2 separate regions of the Mus musculus genome follow, and region 2 is linked to region 1. Evidence: chromatin contacts called from public HiChIP or PLAC-seq data. All regions are on one chromosome and are shown on one strand. The core of a region is the stretch at or near the end of the contact, and the rest is flanking DNA. Distances in the headings are between cores, read along the strand shown.

Evidence for each region. HiChIP or PLAC-seq counts read pairs in DNA pulled down with a chosen protein or histone mark.
Region 2: a FOXA1 HiChIP or PLAC-seq map of pancreatic cancer cells shows a contact between it and region 1. The contact joins two enhancer-like sites. A contact is called at or near these places in 1 of 39 promoter capture datasets (embryonic stem cells), 1 of 115 datasets of contacts at active chromatin or transcription factors (pancreatic cancer cells) and 1 of 9 other capture datasets (pancreatic islet).

What each region holds. Positions count from the first base shown.
Region 1 is chr6:43,254,690-43,259,382 of GRCm38.p6, forward strand. No RefSeq gene overlaps it. Among named protein-coding and RNA genes, the nearest start is that of Arhgef5, 8.6 kb to the right of the region's middle. Within about 2 kb of position 2,197, at least 21 of the 459 cell types and tissues checked have an H3K27ac peak or open chromatin away from gene starts, as enhancers often do. A contact at or near this core is called in pancreatic cancer cells, where this site is marked.
Region 2 is chr6:43,634,997-43,639,689 of GRCm38.p6, forward strand. The region is part of intron 2 of Tpk1 (thiamine pyrophosphokinase); the gene reads right to left. Among named protein-coding and RNA genes, the nearest start is that of Tpk1, 29 kb to the right of the region's middle. Within about 2 kb of position 2,500, at least 58 of the 459 cell types and tissues checked have an H3K27ac peak or open chromatin away from gene starts, as enhancers often do. A contact at or near this core is called in pancreatic cancer cells, where this site is marked.

The DNA of each region.
Region 1 (4,693 bases), core at 947-3,446:
GTGGCTGGAGCGCTCCTGGAAACGCAAGCAATGGAAACCCAACCCCCACACACATCACCCACACGCACCGCCCAGCATAGTGAAGAGCCTCTAATAAAGCCCTTCCGTGCCACCCCAGCCCACATTCATCATCCTTTCCTCAGATGTTCTGGAGCTTCGGTGTTTCCAACCCCTTTGGGCTTATCAAGGGCTGATTTAGAATATTTCAACATTTCCATTTAAATGTTCCAAGTTCACTTAAGTCAATGACCCACGATAATGATCTATTGCATATCCTAGAGCAAAAAGCATCATAGCAACAAGTTATGCATAGTAATGAGACCAGCAAATCCCCACAGTCTGAAATGTGTTCCTCTACCTGCTGAAGTGACAGGGAAAAATGCTAGTCCCAGTAGTCACTTTTTAGGCCTAGGAATGTGATTTTTAGATCATACCCACTTTGGACTGTTTGATCACCTCTAGACAAGCCAAATGGAACTGTCTTTACTCTGTGGTTACTGAATTTGGTTTTTGCTTTTGGATAGCTTGCTTCTATCAGTATCTTGAGAATTCTGTCTTTGAGAGAGCTATGAAGGCACAAGTATTTTTATCACAGAAGAGACTGGAGAATTTCTTGTGACGAAAACAGCACCATCCTTTCTGTTCTTCTTCATTCCTGGCTCTACTTTTCTCTCTTCTGCCCTGTGCCTCGGCGGCAGTCAGCACCACTGACACAGATGCCTGTGGCTGACAGTCTCTTTCCACATCACCTCTACCCTCACAGGACAGGAAAAAGCAAGGAGCAACAAGGCCTCAGGGCACAGTGACTACAGGTTATCTTGGACCCAGTCTCAGGCGTAGTAGAAGAACCTACTGTGCTTTGGAAAAACAGCATGGAAGAGCAGGGAATAGAGTGCAAAAGAGGTCTTTCGTACTAAGGTGAAGTCCCCGGGGGTTTGGCAAAGAAAGCCATCATGGTATAGACATCAGGCCCTGTAGATGAAGAATAAACCCAGCAATTCTCTACAGGTAAAAGGGGGAGGTAGGGTCAGAACAGCAGGGACAGAAAACAAGATTGTTTCCATTTACAAAATAAACAGTATCTAATTAATAGTCTTTGTTTCATATTACACCCACTAGAATAGGGGACAGAAAGAGGGCCCAACTTATTCTTTAAGTGATATGATGGGATGGACAAAAGGCAGGTTTCCAGTTTACCCCAACTAGAAGGAAAAAGAAGTGTGTATATAAAAACAGCATTTGACTTTATATTCCCACAATCAAAATTTCTGGAGACTTCCCTTTTCTGTCATTGCAAGTTACTATAAACACCTCCATATGTATGTCCTTCTACAGGAAAACTATGACTCACAAACATGTATACAAAGTTACATATACATTTGACAACATAAAGTTAAAGACAGATTTAAAAAAATAGGAAAATGCAGAAAATAGAACAGAAACCAAGAGTTTGAAATAGATGTGACAGTCCCCTCAGGAGATGAATTCCAGGAATCTCTGGATATCTTCAGATACTTAAATCCTTCATATAGAACAGTTCATTAATTATATATAACCTACAGCCATCCTTTTAATACTTCAAAATCATCTTCAGATTAGCTGTGATGCTAAATACAACATAAAGGCCTTAAATTGTATAAAATGCAAATTCTTAAGGACTTTCTTGTTTGGTTGTTTTTTGAGATAGCATTTCACTGTGTAGATCAGGCCGACCTCACAGAGATTTGTCTCCTGAATGCTGGGATCAAAGGCATGTGCCATCACGCATGGCCTGCAAATACTTACTACATTATGTCTTTCTGGTAACAGCAGGCAAAACAATCTTTATTTCTTCAGTAGAGACAAATAAGAAGCCTTAAGATACAGAGGGCTGGCCAATCTTCCAACACATCTCTGAAACATAATTACAATGGTGTATTGAATTCTATTTTCCATTCAGACTGAGAATGAGAGTGCTATGAATTTCCTCAGACTAGGTTTGCTGTTTCTTTTAGTGCCTCCCCTAATTTGTCATGAAGATACAATCTTTACAACCCTCGGTTTTAGGAAACCAGAAGTACCATCCTCAAGGCTGGAAGTCAGTGGAGAGTCATGCTTCCCACCTCCAAGCACTTCGAAGCCCAAGCCACTAAAGTTCCAGGACTCATTTCGAGTGGGGATTTCTCTTGTCTTCAGCCTTGAAGATTGTTTGACTTGGAGCTTCCCTCGGAGATTCAAGGGTAACCACTGTGGCCATTTATCGAATAATCATAAGTTGTGTGCTCTAAGGACTAGACTGCTTCTCATACAAAACAAATTCTGACCAAGCGTCTTGGTATGCAGTGAGCAGTAAAAGAAGTGAACCTCAGCCTTTGTGATCAGTAGCACCCCAAATGCCACGAAGATTAAAAGTGAAACAGAACCGTGAGCCAAAGAGAAGACTCTCCCTCTTGCTGCTTATTCACTCGTCTGGACTTGGTTTGGTTTTTTTGTTTTTGTTTTGTTTTGTTTTGTTTTGTATTTTTTAAGCTTTAACCAGAATCACTATTTTCTTTTAAGTTTTTTTTTCCCACTGTGTGTTGATTGCACAAAGCAATGGGTTTCATGCCAGTTCCATCAAATCTCATGTTCTTTGATTATACAGTTCCCTGGTACATCCACTCCCAGATAACACTCCTGTCTCTGGGTTTGGAAGCCGAATTCAACTCTTTCCTTTATGAATCACTCAGTAGTGGGAAACAGACCAAGGCATATGTGCATCTTTCCCAGGACTTATTTCAAGAGCCACAGGCCTCTCCAGACCCAGAGAGCATGGAAGTTAACTTACTTTGCATCCTAGCAGTATTACACAGAAAGATACTATCAATCATAGCTTGCTTTGGAAACTCTAATATTTAGAGGGAACTATCTCCATAGGATCTCTAAACTCTCATGGTACTCTGCACATACCACTGCCACAAAATGTATTGTTCCATTCAGTGTCTGCAGGAATGGGTTCCAGGACCCCTCATGGTAACCAGTATCTGCAGATGCTCAAGGATCTTACATAAAATGGGGTTGGGTTTGGGTAGAATCTATGCACATGCTCCAAAAACACTTGAAACCATCTCTAGATAACCTCTACTACCTAGTAGTATGTAAGCACTAGGCAATGGCCAGCACACTGCATTATTTAGGAAATATTGATGAGAACAAAAATCTGTATGTGTTCAGTATAAATACAGGTTTTGCCAAATGTTTCACCCTTAGTTGGTTAAATCTTCCAGTATGAAGCCCCTGGAAACAAAGAGCCAAATACATAATTTACTCGATTGTTTACCAGTTTCCTCTGTTAGAAACTAAGGCCAGTGGCCTGATTATCTCCCAGAGCCAGTAGAGATAGTAAAACATTGCTTATGATTGAGGTAAAACACCCTTTTCTTTCTCCCTTCTGTCTAACCCATCAACACCTCCTATAGACACAAACAGTGAACAAAATAAATTGATTTAATTTTGGCTAAACTGGTCTTTAAAATGAGAGGTCCATTTAAGAAACACTTGCTAGACCTTTTGCTGACACTATATCAAACTTTTTTATCTCGGAAAGCATCAAACTATAAAAATATACATGTTAAAAGCATCTTTCTTGGGGCTGGAGAGATGGCTCATCAGGTAAGAGCACTGACCGCTCTTTCAGAGGTCCTGATTTCAAATCCCAGCAACCACATGGTAGCTCACAACCATCTGTCATGGGATCTGATGCCCTCTTCTGGTGTGTCTGAAGATAGCTACAGTATACTCATATACATAAAATAAATAAATCTTTTTTTTAAAGAGCATCTTTCTTAAAGAGAATGACTCCAGAAAACCTCCATGTGAGCTGATTTTAATCCAGCTCTGAAGGGTGTGAAGAGATCTCAGCCTGGGACCTAGCTCCACACAGCAAGTGAATTCTCTATAGCAGGCCTATCACTCAATGCCATACCATCCAGGGGAAGCTGGAACTAAAAGATTGCATATGACTTCATAACCTCAAAACTCACTTCACAGATAAAGTCAGTGTGCATGGCAGCAAGTTATCACACTTGTGTCCAAACAGACTTTTGAAAGATGGCTCAGTCAGTGCCCCTGGCCCTTAGTTTGATATTCCTTTACATCACTCCAACCTCACATCTAGTGGCTCAGCATAAGAAAGTCCCACTAGTCTGGAAAGATGTCTTCTCAGTGTTTCAGAATGTTTACTGCTTTTGCAGAGGACCCAGGCTTAGTTTCTAGCACACATATCAGACTTCTTACAACCACATCTAACTCCAGCCCCAGGGGATCCTACATCATCTTCTGGCTTTCACAGTTACCTATATGCAACTGATACATATAAACTCATGCAAACATACACATACACATAATTTTTTAAAAAGTAAAATTTTAATGTCTTTTTCCCTGATGCTAATATTCTTAAAACAGATGTTTCAATCTACCCTATTTCCTTTCTCTTTCTCTATGTACTTGAACTCCATGAATCCCAAGCATTAAAGCTTTAAAAAATGACCCACAAATCCCATTAAAGGCACTTGAGTACAGGCATCCTGCAAACTACACTTGAGACATTCTGTACAGATGGTTATCATGGACACTATTAGTAATTCACAAATTAACATGATCCTGGTGTGTGTGTAGTAAGGCTGTGGTGGTCTACTTAGTTTTATTCTGTTTTTTTAAGATTCATTTATTTCAT
Region 2 (4,693 bases), core at 1,250-3,749, 380 kb after region 1:
GTCGCCCATGTTGATGTAGAACGTGAATATTTCTTAGGATCTATGCCTCCAGTTTATGTTATAAATACTGCATTGCATCAACATGAGATAAATATTAAAGTCATATTTCTGCAATGTATAAGAATATCATGGTTTACAGATATAATAAAGATGTCAGAGAAATACATATTCAGACTTGTGAGAATAAAGCATATATCTATGTCGAAAAGACTGTTGAACCTCACAGCACATTTGCTTTTCTGCTATGAGACAATATCAACCACTCCATAAAGCACAAGACACTTGTGTTCACATCATAAACTACCAAGTCAAAATATGTGCATACGAGGGGAGCCATGGAATATGTCTCAATAAATGCCAGTTATCACCACCATAAATTCCTAACAGCTCTTTATAAACAAAACTAAACAACATCATTCACAATTACATTATTTTAAAGGCAGGTCATTGTTCATGATTGATAACTTCTGTACACAGCTAAGATAGCAGCTACTTCATAATTTTCATGATCTAAAAAAAGCCTTACTCAATGAGATTTTTAAATATATAAATGTAACAAAACATTATTAAGATAAATACTAGAAATTACAATCTTTAATCTACAAATATTTCAGCATGTATCTTAAAGAGTTCTTTAAAGTCTATCAACATTTACATCTATATAGAGATATCACATTATCATTATAACCTCCAGAAACATAAGTGACTGTTCCATATTTAGTACCCACTGTGTGCAAATGTCCTCTGTTGGCAAATAAAGAAAAAAGGAGAAAAAAATCTTTTTATGATTGCTTAATTCAAGTAAGAATCAGAATATTCACACATGTCTCTTCAGAGTCTTTATCTAGGTTTTGCCTCATTTCTTTTTATCATTTTACTTGCAAGTTACTTATTGAAGGGGCTAAGTTGTGTATGCTACATGCTATGTTCTGTTAGTGGTATTTAGCTGCATGCTACATTCTACAAAGTGGTGCACTCTGCAGCTGCCTGGATCTCGCAGGACTGGGATCGTCTGTTGACTTTCAATGCTTTGGATGTTAGAATTGTTACATTCCCTCTTCCACACACACTTCATGGTAATAGAACAGAACTTATTCAGATTTCCCTAGTAAGCTCCCAACATAGCATATTGCCAGAAGGTACTAGGACACTGTAGAATCAAAGAGCTCATCTTCCGTAAGATGTACTTACTCTGGGCCACTGTATTGCATGTAGTCCTCCAGCATCAGCCAGGACCTGCCACCTATCTCTCTCCAGAGGTTCAAACACAGTGCCCATAGACTACACAACGCACTTCAGTGGTGTCAGAGCAGACTGCTGACCATAAAGCACCTATGAACTATTTTCCATTAATACCACAGCATTGTGTTAGAGAGGTAACACAAGTAGACATCTCCACTTGAACAAACTTTGTTACGCCTTCCCCATAAGTTGGTACCTTATGGTAAATTCTGTTCCATGGTAACTCCCTATAGGTAATTTGCCCAGCACTACTTGGGATTTCCTGACAACATGGGATTTCAAATTCCCCACGGTTAAATTAAGTTTGGCACACTGAAACTTAACTTATTATACAAACAAACTGCAACCAAGTTCGATGCTTAGTTATTTGTTTACTTATTTCTCTATTATTTTTTCTGCCATCTGTAAATACTGTCTGCTCTTGGTTTCTGGGTTACGCCCTCTGACCTTACTGATAACAGGTCTACTTAATTAATGAATCACTTTTTGCTTCAATAACTAAGTTTAATTTGTGCAGTTTTTGGTTTTTCAAACACCACCGGGAACTAGAACCACATATCCCTCTACCAGCTGTGGATCTCAACAGTGGGAGAAGGTAGATAACTCCTTGAGCACTTCATTCAGACAGGTAGAGAGAATACTATGGTTTGGCTAGATGTCTACTTGATGCCCACATATTTTTAAAAAACTTCATATATAGCTATACCTGGAGGTGATAGAAACATTAAGAGAGGTACTAGGTGGAAGTTTCCCGGTTATCTGTCTGAGTGCTTCGAAGAATCTTCTAGAACCCCGAGCCTTCTACTTGACCTTTTCCCTCAATCTCTAGTCATTATCACGAGCACCTTGCTCTACCATGAACTCCCATCCAGCATCACTGCCTCACTACAATAGGCAATGCCTCACCTCAAAGGCAATGTGGCCAACAGACCACAGGCAGAAACCTTCATAACTGCAAACGAAAATAAGCATTTCCTCTTTACAGGCTCGCTGTCGTAAGGTAAATATTTTGTTTTATAGCAGTTATATAATGATTAACTTTATACTTCAAGTCCGACATACAACTAGGAAACTATGTAACAATGAAAAGAATACACATAGAAACTGTATAATAAAAATAGAAGAAATAGTTGCAGGCATATAAGCTCTCAAGTGCAAAGAGAAAATGAAAGGAAGCAACACCAAAGTCTGTCAACAAGGAATGCCTAGACAGGGCAGGAGGGAAAAGGCTTCGGTAACTCAGGGCTAATGGAGTGAGCTCAGGGCGCCTCCACCATAGACAATGAACTACAGGCAACTGAGGAATGCTGAGAGCAGGACAGAGAGTCCCAAGGCAGTGCAAATAGTAAAATCCCACATACCAGTGGCGTACAGACTGAGTAGGTTGTATTTATATATTTATAGCATCAGGGTGTGTGTGTGTGTGTGTGTGTGTGTGTGTGTGTGTGTCTTTAACAACAATTAAAGGATTAAAGGAAAGAGGCTATGAATTTCAAAGGAAGTGTATATAGGATGGGTTAGAGTGAAAAGGGGTAAAAAGAGAAATGATGTAATTATATTAAAATTTCAAAACTAAATTTATTGTTAAAAACTTTCAAGGTTAATGTTCAATGCATATTAAATAAGACAATGAAGTAAACTGGGCCATGCAAAGTTAAAACTTATCTTGTGGAAGACCCGCTTGTTTAGAAGGATGGAAAGACAAGTTGTAAGACATCTCAATACTATACACCTAATAAAGGGGGAAGGAAATTAACTTTCAGAGTTCCGTAGTGAAAAAGCAAGGAATCTAAAGGACAGGAACATAACATACATTTCCCTAGAGAACACAAAGATGAAGAATCAGCACTCACAAACAATGCTACTGTTGGTTAACAGGAAATTCTAATCAAAATCACATTATCATTATACACCTTTCAGAATGTTTAAAATAAATGTGGTGACATATCAACTAATGGAAAGGCACAGAGGAACTAAGCACTCACTTACCACTGAGAATGGCCACTCTAGAGAAATATGACAGATCTATTAATAGTTAACCATGCAGCTACTACACAACACGGAAACTACACTTCTGGGCACTTACTCAGTGGAAATATAGACGTATGCACACAACATTTACAGCAACTCTATTTCTAAAAATTCCAAACTAGAAGAAACAAGCCAGTGTTCACGAAGGGGTAGTTGGTTACACTGCCATATCCCTACCATACATACTCAGCAATAAAAAAATAAAATAAAATAATAAGAAAAAGTGAGATACTGATATGCTAGACAACTGGGAGGATTCTGGATTGATACAGGAAATCTCAAATCACATTCTTTATGTGGTCCTATTCAGACAAAATCGTTGAACTTAAAACATGGGTGTGGAGGAAAAGGAGATGTGAGTCCATGAAAGGAACCACAGTTGCCTATGGTGATGGAACATTTCTGTATCATGAATGTAGGGAAGTTGACACAAACACATATATGGGCTAAAAACTGCCGGACAGGATCAAAAACGTAACCCAGCTTGTCTTGGGATTTCTACTGCTGTGATAAGGTACCATGACAAAATTGACTTAAGAAGGAGGGAGTTCATTTCATATTACACTTACAGGTCACCGTCCATCACTAAGAGAAGTCAGAGCAAGAACTCAAGGAACTGGAGAAGAGGACATGGAGGAGCAAGGTTCCCTGACTTTAATGACACCCAGGACCACAAGCCCAGAGATGACACTGTCCATAATAGGCTGGGCTTGACCTCTTTAATCACAGTCACAAAGATGTGTCGCAGGCTTGCCAACAGGACAGTCTGTTGAGGGCTTTTTTTTTTTTCAGCTAAGGTTTCTTCTTCCCAAATGACTCTAACTTGTACCAAATTAGCATGAAACTAACTAGCACACAGCTCTATGTTCTTCACTAGAAAAATAACTAAAACCTAAAAACCCAACATTTGCAAGTAAAAAAATACAAAAATACATGAATTGGAAAATAGTACTTAGCAGTTAATGCAGCTTTAATACCAGCAGGGACTGGAGAGATGGCTCAGCAGTTACCAGCACAGGCTGCTCTTGTAGGGGATTTGGGTTCCCAACACTCACATGGAGGCTCACAACTGTCTGTAATTACAATCCCAAGGAATTCGATGGCCTCTGTGGCCTCCACAGTAACTGTACACACATGGATCACAGACATAAATGCAAGAAATATACCGATATATATTTTTTAAATTAAAAAAAAAATAGGCAGGCGAATTTCTGAGTTTGAGGCCAGCCTGGTCTACAGAGTGAGTTCCAGGACAGCCAGGGCTATAGAGAAACCCTGTCTCAAAAAACCAAAAAAAAAAAAAAAAAAAAAGATGACGACAACAAACCGCATTGAGATTCCATCTTGCCACAGGCAGACTGGCTATCATAAAGAGAAAAAAAAAACCTGATGAGAAATCAATATGGAGGTTCCTCAAAAA